Regions from separate parts of the Mus musculus genome. Here region 1 is linked to region 2. Evidence: chromatin contacts called from public HiChIP or PLAC-seq data. All regions are on one chromosome and are shown on one strand. The core of a region is the stretch at or near the end of the contact, and the rest is flanking DNA. Distances in the headings are between cores, read along the strand shown. Region 1 holds the start of Usp39 (ubiquitin specific peptidase 39). Region 2 holds the start of Dnah6 (dynein, axonemal, heavy chain 6).

What was found. HiChIP or PLAC-seq counts read pairs in DNA pulled down with a chosen protein or histone mark.
Region 1: a contact with region 2 is called in an H3K27ac HiChIP or PLAC-seq map of thymic regulatory T cells, with 6 times the contacts expected there. The contact joins the promoter of Usp39 here to the promoter of Dnah6 in region 2. A contact is called at or near these places in 2 of 115 datasets of contacts at active chromatin or transcription factors (astrocytes and thymic regulatory T cells) and 1 of 9 other capture datasets (adipose tissue).

Annotation. Positions count from the first base shown.
Region 1 is chr6:72,343,104-72,347,048 of GRCm38.p6, forward strand. It overlaps Usp39 (ubiquitin specific peptidase 39), which reads right to left and starts at 2,072. Exons shown (of 13, transcript NM_138592.4): 1 at 1,782-2,072. The coding sequence starts at 2,046. It also overlaps a transcript of 0610030E20Rik not described here.
Region 2 is chr6:73,219,685-73,223,244 of GRCm38.p6, forward strand. It overlaps Dnah6 (dynein, axonemal, heavy chain 6), which reads right to left and starts at 1,947. Exons shown (of 77, transcript NM_001164669.1): 1 at 1,875-1,947. Gm40377 (a long non-coding RNA gene) reads left to right here and starts at 3,113. Exons shown (of 3, transcript XR_869180.3): 1 at 3,113-3,418.

The sequences.
Region 1 (3,945 bases), core at 822-3,321, 880 kb before region 2:
GTGGTAGAACACTTAACTAGCACAGGCAAGATCTGCTCAGTGGTAGAACACTTAACTAGCACAGCCAAGATCTGCTCAGTGGTAGAACACTTAACTAGCACAGCCAAGATCTGCTCAGTGGTAGAACACTTAACTAGCACAGCCAAGATCTGCTCAGTGGTAGAACACTTAACTAGCACAGGCAAGATCTGCTCAGTGGTAGAACACTTAACTAGCACAGCCAAGATCTGCTCCAGCATCATAAATGGAGGACTGGAGGCTCTCCTCAAATCACAGGCACAAAACAAGCAAACACAAAACAAAACAAAATCACCGAAATGGGAACATTTGATCACTAAGATTGGGAGAGTTTGATCAGTTAGGTTAGGTTCTAGGACAGCCAGGGACCACACACACACACATCTCAAAAAGATGAGCTTTTCCATTTCCTTTAGTGACAACATTCAAAAAAAGGCCACTAATGAAATAAGTTGCAAACTAAGAGTAGGTCTATTACATATATAACCAATGAAAGATTAATTTATATATTACATAAAGGAATCCAGGCAAGTGAGATGGCTTAGTAAAGGTGCTTACCAGCAACCCAACTATCTGAGTTCAATCCCTGTGACACACAGGCTAGGAGAGAAAACGGACTCCCACAAGTTGCCCACTGACTTCCACACATACACCATGGTACATGCATACACATAAATAAATGCCAGGCATTGGTGGTGTACATTAATCCTAGCCCTTGAGTGAGTAGGCTAGGTGAAATCTCTGAGTTTGAGGCCTACCGACAAAGTTCCAAGACAGCCAGGGCTACTTAGTAAGAGCCTGCCTAAATAAGCAAATAAATAAATAAATAAATATCAAATGGGCAGGAAAAGTATCATGAAATATATCACAAGTACTAAGATAAGCTGAATATCCTTAAATCTACTATTAGTACAAGAACTGTATTGGTTCTGAGAGTTAATCCTAATGTGTTAACTCTAACTAAAGTTAACCCTAATGTGTTAGCTTGACACAGCTTCATGGATGCTGACAGAAGCCACATGATCACAGACTAAAACAAAGAGTCTACTACAGCAATAACAGTACCCTATTATATGACATCTTTGCCAGATCCTAGAGTTAAGTCCCATAATAGAATAGAAAAAGAACCAGTGCTCATAGTGGGTTGCCTTACAGAAGATCCCTGCCCTTAAAGAAGATTATATCTTCTTGTGACCTTACTCCCTACCTATTGCTCTATGGAATAATACTATCTGTCTCCCAAGGCTGGTCATTACATCAGCATCCTTTACAAGACAACATGGAACAACCCCCATGCAAAACCCAGGAGAAGCATTAGTGTCTCCAAACTATTCAACTAGTACAAAGTCAATACTTGAGTTGAGTGCACTGGGACTCAACTAATGGTCTTATTCCAAAAATTACAACATGACTCTGACTCTTAGGAATTTGTGGGGGGTGGGGGGGAACGGAGAAGGGTCCATCTGTACAGTCGTCAGTAGAGCACCTGACCCACGTAGGCTATACGTGAATAGGGAGATGCTGTGATGTATTATGACAGGCAATCCAGCCTGCTGGATTCAAGCCTGGTCAGGGAGGCAGAAGAAAGGAAAAGTAAAAAGCAGACAAAAACTGGGCATCTCAGACTTCAAGAAGGGGAAGCAAGAGTCTAAGGCCATCTCTGGTTACAACTTCAAGTTCCTGAGACCCGTCTTTAAAAATATAGGAGGAGAAAGAAGAAAGCAGGCGAAGGAAGAGGACGCGCCCGGCCCGGCCCCGCGCACCTCGCACCTCCCGCTCGGGCTCCGAGTCTTCATCGGCCTCGCGCTCACGCTTCACCCGCACGACCGGGAGCGCGGGCGCCGGGACCTCTCGCGCAGCCGGCTCGGCCTCCCGCTTCACGCGGACCGGGCTACCCCGGGAGCTCGCCGCCTCGGGCTCCTTCTCACGGTCTCGCTCCTTCTTGATGCGACCCGAGCTGCCACGAGACTCGGACTCACGCTTCCCGCGGGTGGAACCATGGGACTGCCGCTTGGACCGGCTAGACATCGCCACCACCAGTTAGGAGCTTCCGCGCCGGCGCCGAGCACGGGCAGCAAGCAGCCAATCAGAAGTCGAGATGGCCTCATAGAAACGCAGCGCGCTACGAGTCGCTGTGAGGGACAATACAGGCTTATAAAACGTTATAAGCGCTGCTGGCCCAACCGAGATAGTTTCGAACATATTGTGTCCTTGTCCAACATCTCTTCACGGCTTAAATAGGAACCTTTCACAGGCTACTTTCATTTTAGGGAAAAGGAAGCTAGCACTCCACCCGAGATAGCTTCAGGACAATTTGTGTCTCGAAACGACGATCCAGAGATGTCCCCTGATCAGGGACTGATGACCTACACAGGAAAAGGAGTCAGTATTCCCAAATTAACTCCTTCATTCAGGCTTGTACCTGGGAACTTCAATTAGTATCATATTTAAAGGGCTCTTGAAATGAGTTTGCAAATACTCTGCTAAGGCGCATTTATTGTTTAGCTAATAAAACTTCAAATTCAGCCTTACCACTGAGTCATGCCTTAGTCCCTGCCTATTTGAACAGTTCCATCGAAGTATAATTGATATACAAGATAGTACACGTTTGATGTGTCTAATTTGCTAAATTGCGATGTATGAACACTTACAGATTCAAGAGAAGAAACTTGTCTCACCCCAGAAATGTCCTGTGCCCACGTGGAATCCCACCCAAACCACAATAGTGACTACATTTCCTAGAATTTTATGTTCAAGTATGAGTCGGTGTTTCCTCTTTCTGACCAGGTCTCATTCACGTCTAGGGTAAGGCAGTCTGTTCCTTTACTTTCAATATAACAATTCCATCAAGCAGATGCACTTGATTCTGTCACTGCTCTAATAAGTTTCTGATGTTTACATTTTAAACTGAAAACTTGGAAAGCTATACTCTCAGGATCAGGCAAAACAAATCCCAAAGTTTAAGGCCAACTGAGCTACATAGTTAATTCAAGACTATCCTAGGCTACATGCCAGAAGGAAAGAAACAAGAGAAGGCTATGCACTATTAGACCCTCAAAAGCCTTGGTTCCTCTCATGGTCAGTTAAGCAAGTGGTCTGGACACCAGCAGTGCAGCTCCAATGTGGCTGAAATAGGGACTGGGTATGGGTGGGGAAAACTTACCTACGTGAGCACTTGTCTGCCTCATTGCCTATCAGAGACAGATGTTTTTAGTATGTCCACTAATAAGCAAACAAACGGAGGAGATTGGCTCAATTGGTGAGAAAGCTTACTGTCCAAGCATGAGTCCAAAACTCCAGCACCCGTGGAAAAAGCTGACAGTGGGCTCATGCCTATAGTCCTAGCCATGTGGGAAATGGAGACAGGAGGACCACTAGGGCTTGGTGGCTGTCAGCTGAATTACAGGTTAAGTGAGAGGCCCTATCTCAAAGGAACAGGTAGAGAATACAGACAAGAGCACCCAGTGTCGTCCTCTTGCCTATACACACACACTACAAAAACAAAATTAAGGAAACCTAGGCACATTTAGATTAAAGAGTCAACCAAGTGGCATATATTAACATGTCTTCTTTAATTCTGCCATAAAGAAATGTCATTTGTAGGGAAATGGTGAACCTAAAGATGTTAAGCGAATTCAGTATAATTTAGAAAGAGTAATCACCAATATTGCATGTTTTTCCCATATGTAGGACCTAGATTTTAAGTGTGTATGTGTGTGTGTGTGTGTGTGTGTGTGTGTGTGTGTGTGTAAGAGGGGAGAGAAGGGGAGAGAACTATAGGAGGCAAGGAGGGGGTCTAAAAGAAGATGGAGCAGAGGTGATGGAGATGACAAAATATTTCTCATGAGCAGAATCTAGCTTTAAAGACAGGAGCAAAGTAGATACACACAACACATAGACACACGCATATGATCTCATAGTGAAGTT
Region 2 (3,560 bases), core at 697-3,196:
TTCTTGCTCTCTTGCTTCTTACACGCTTGCTCCTGAAGATGTAAGAAATAAAGCTTTGCCGCAGAAGATTCTGGTCTGTGGTGTTCTTCCTGGCCGGTCGTGAGAACGCGTCTAATAACAGGTCAGGTTGGACAAGACAACTGAGGGGAGACGGAGGGAGCGGAGGGAGCATTAAGGACCAGGGAGAACTGAATTCACATGATTCCCCCCCCCCCCACAAAGAAAACCAGTCAGAGTTCTTCCCCACAGAGTGCTGGGACTAGAGGGATAACAGCTGAGATGTTTGCCTGGCTTGAAGAAGCCCTGGTCTGGGCCTGCACCTGCTTGGATTTGGAAGGATAAAGAGAAGGATGTTGAGCACTACATTTGTCAGATCCAGTACACATAACGTTTCCCCAGGAATTTGGTTTTATAGATGCAGGTAAGAGGTCTGGGGAGATGGCTCCATCTGTAAACTGTTTGTTAGACGAGTGTCTTGGTGTTTCTATGGCTGTGATAAAACACTGACCACATGCAACTTGGGGAGGAAAGGGTTTGCCTCATGTTACAGCTTGTAGTCCATCTTGAAGGGAAGTCAGGGCAGGGACCGAAGGCAGAAATTGAAGCAAAGGCCATTGAGGAACACTGCTTCGTGGCTTGCTCTTCATGGCTTGCTCAGCTTGCTTTCTTATACAACCCATGATCACCTACTCAAAGGTGGCACAGCCTGTGGTAGACTGCACCTTCCCACGTCAATCATCAACCAAGAAAATGTTGGACGGACAAGTGTTTAGGCCAATTTCACAAAGGTGTTTTCTCAGTTGGGAGTCCTTCCCAAATAACTCTAGCTTGTGTCAAGTACACACACACACACACACACACACACACACACACACACACATACACAGCAAACAGACACCAAGCATAAGGACCTGAGTTCGGATCCCTAGCACCCATGTAAAAAGCAAGGCATGGAAGTGTTGCATGTAACCAAAGCACAGGGGAGTAGAGGCACACAGGTGAATCCTAGCCAGCCATGGATTGGTGGCTTTTTTTCTTTTCAACCCCCTTTCCCTACTTTGGGTCCATGGTTTGGGATGGGAAGGCCTTCCAGGCCACAAGTGGCTTTGGTTGAGCTGCTTGGGGGAGTGTTTCTGTGGGGGCATTTATGGTGGTGGCTGTAGGCTGGGGCAGGAAGGAGGGGCTGGCAGCTGCTCAGGGACTTCAAGCCAAGCTATCCAAACTTCAGATTCGGTGAGAGATCTCTGTTTTTTCAAAACAGGGTGGAGAAGCAATTGAAGAAGACAGTCCAGTATCAATCTCTAGCCTCCCATATTCATATGCAAAGGTGCACACACAGGTGTATACACACACACACACACACACACACACACACACAGAGAGAGAGAGAGAGAGAGAGAGAGAGAGAGAGAGAAAGAGAGAGAGAGAGAACAAACGAATGAACAAACAAAACATCTTGAATCAGGTGTGGACATGCCTACATTTTAATCTGGCTCAGTGCCAATAGAAATCAAAAGTCTTTTATGCAATTTTAACGTCTCAAGTAAGCCTATGAGAAACGAAAGGTCTTGACTTTAATGATGTGCTCTACTTAATATTTAAACTATCATTTCAACGCATAACGGTGCTGTGTGAGGCAGGGCTATGTCTTATCTTTCCGGGTAAATTTATACCTGGCGTCTAATGAACAGGACAGGTCTAGATTTGAACAGTCAGTATGTAGTCTTGGGCAAGCCTAGCATCTCTAGTCCTCGCTTTCCTGTCCCCCGGGATAGGAAGCTATCACTGAATCCATCTTTTCTGAGACTTTCTATCCCTGGGGAGGGGTTGCTGAGTGTCTGACTCTGCCCAAAGTTCAGTTCCAATGGACTCACCAAGCGGTTCAACAGCAGCGTTCCCGAAGGGTCTCCAGAGGCCCAGCAATACCTGGTCTGGGAACAGAAGTCTAGTCCCAGGAGAAAATGTTTCCCGTTGCTTAGCAACCACTGGGCCACCAAGGACGCTTACTGCACTAAGGAGGAGCCGGTCAGTCGCTGCCAGCCAGTCTCGAGGAGCTGCTCTCGCTCTCCTGGAGCGCGCCAAGTAATTGAGCCAATCGGTGTTCCCAGAGTATTTGACGTCATTAGTTGTCAGGGAGCAGGCCCCACCCGGAGGATTCCTGCTTTAGAATGGAAATCTCAGGCAGCTTGGGCAAGCAGGCATAGGAGGTCCCGTCTTTTTATGTGTTCCTTCGTTTCTGGACGATCCATGATCTGCAATCCAACCTTCTGTAGGTATCTGTTGTTTCTCAAGAGGCTTGAGTATGACTTGACGTTCGCCCACATCTTAAAATGCTGAGGTGAAAGATTCAAGAGCCTCAGGCGAAGGTTGGGCGAACTATGGAAGCCCTTTCACCTACCTTGGGGAACTGCTTCCCGGGTTGGCAGAGGCTGCTTTTCAACCTACAAAATGTCGTGATCACTGCTGGAACTACGTTCTTTTTCTCCTCCGCTTTCTAACCGTGCCTTGGATAGCCACCCGCTAACAGAAGCCGAGAAAACAGAGTGCGCCTTTGAGCCCGCCTATCGTCAAGTAGATTATACAGAGCTGGAGTATAGATTACAGACCACTCAATCTACCCCACCTCTCCTCACACGCGCCCTGAGTATTGGGCTGACATTTTGTCTCTTGTCATGTGAAGTTTTCAGGGAACACATTACAGTTTTCACAAAACATTTTATTTTGTGCGCGCATGAGTGCTTGTGTGTGTGTGTGTGTGTGTGTGTGTGTGTGTGTGTGTGTGTGTAGGTTCTACAGTGTGTATGTGGAAGCCAGAGGAGAATTTAGTTCGGATCCGTTCTTCCATTATGTGGCTGCCGGGGATGAAAGTCAGGTCATTGCGCCTGGCAGCAGGTGCCTTTGACTGCTGACCGATCTCACTGGCCCTGGGGAGTGTTTAAACACTATATATATATATATATATATATATATATACATATATATATATATATATACATACATACATACATACATACATACACATACATACATACATATATATATATATATATATATATATATATATATATTTGGCAACTTGGCTTTTTAGAAGCTCATAAATTTAACATGACACATTTTATGAGTGCACACTAATTTAGCAGCAAAGGTCTTATTTAATGACGAAGGTCGGATGTTAGGAGAAAGATAAACAGGAAAGACCCATCAGGCATGCTAAGTAAGGCATCCAAGCAGCAGGATGGATAGCATTGAAAGGGCAGCCCTGGATCCTTGGGAAGCCGCACAGCCTCAGGCTCTCAGCCTCTCTCCCCACTTTTTGACTTCCTGCGCATGTCCTTATATGGGGTGCTGTCCCTTCCCAGGCCTTCAGTTCTCCACTTTAGGCTGCACGCTGTGTGCTGGAGAGGGCTTCTTCGGGCAGGTAGGATTTTGTACTCAAACTTCCACAAGACCACCATCAGAGGTGGGGGAGGGCGAAGCGCAGGGGGAGAAGGAGGGAGGGAGGGAGGGAGGGAGGGAGGGAGGGAGAGAGAGAGAGAGAGAGAGAGAGAGAGAGAGAGAGA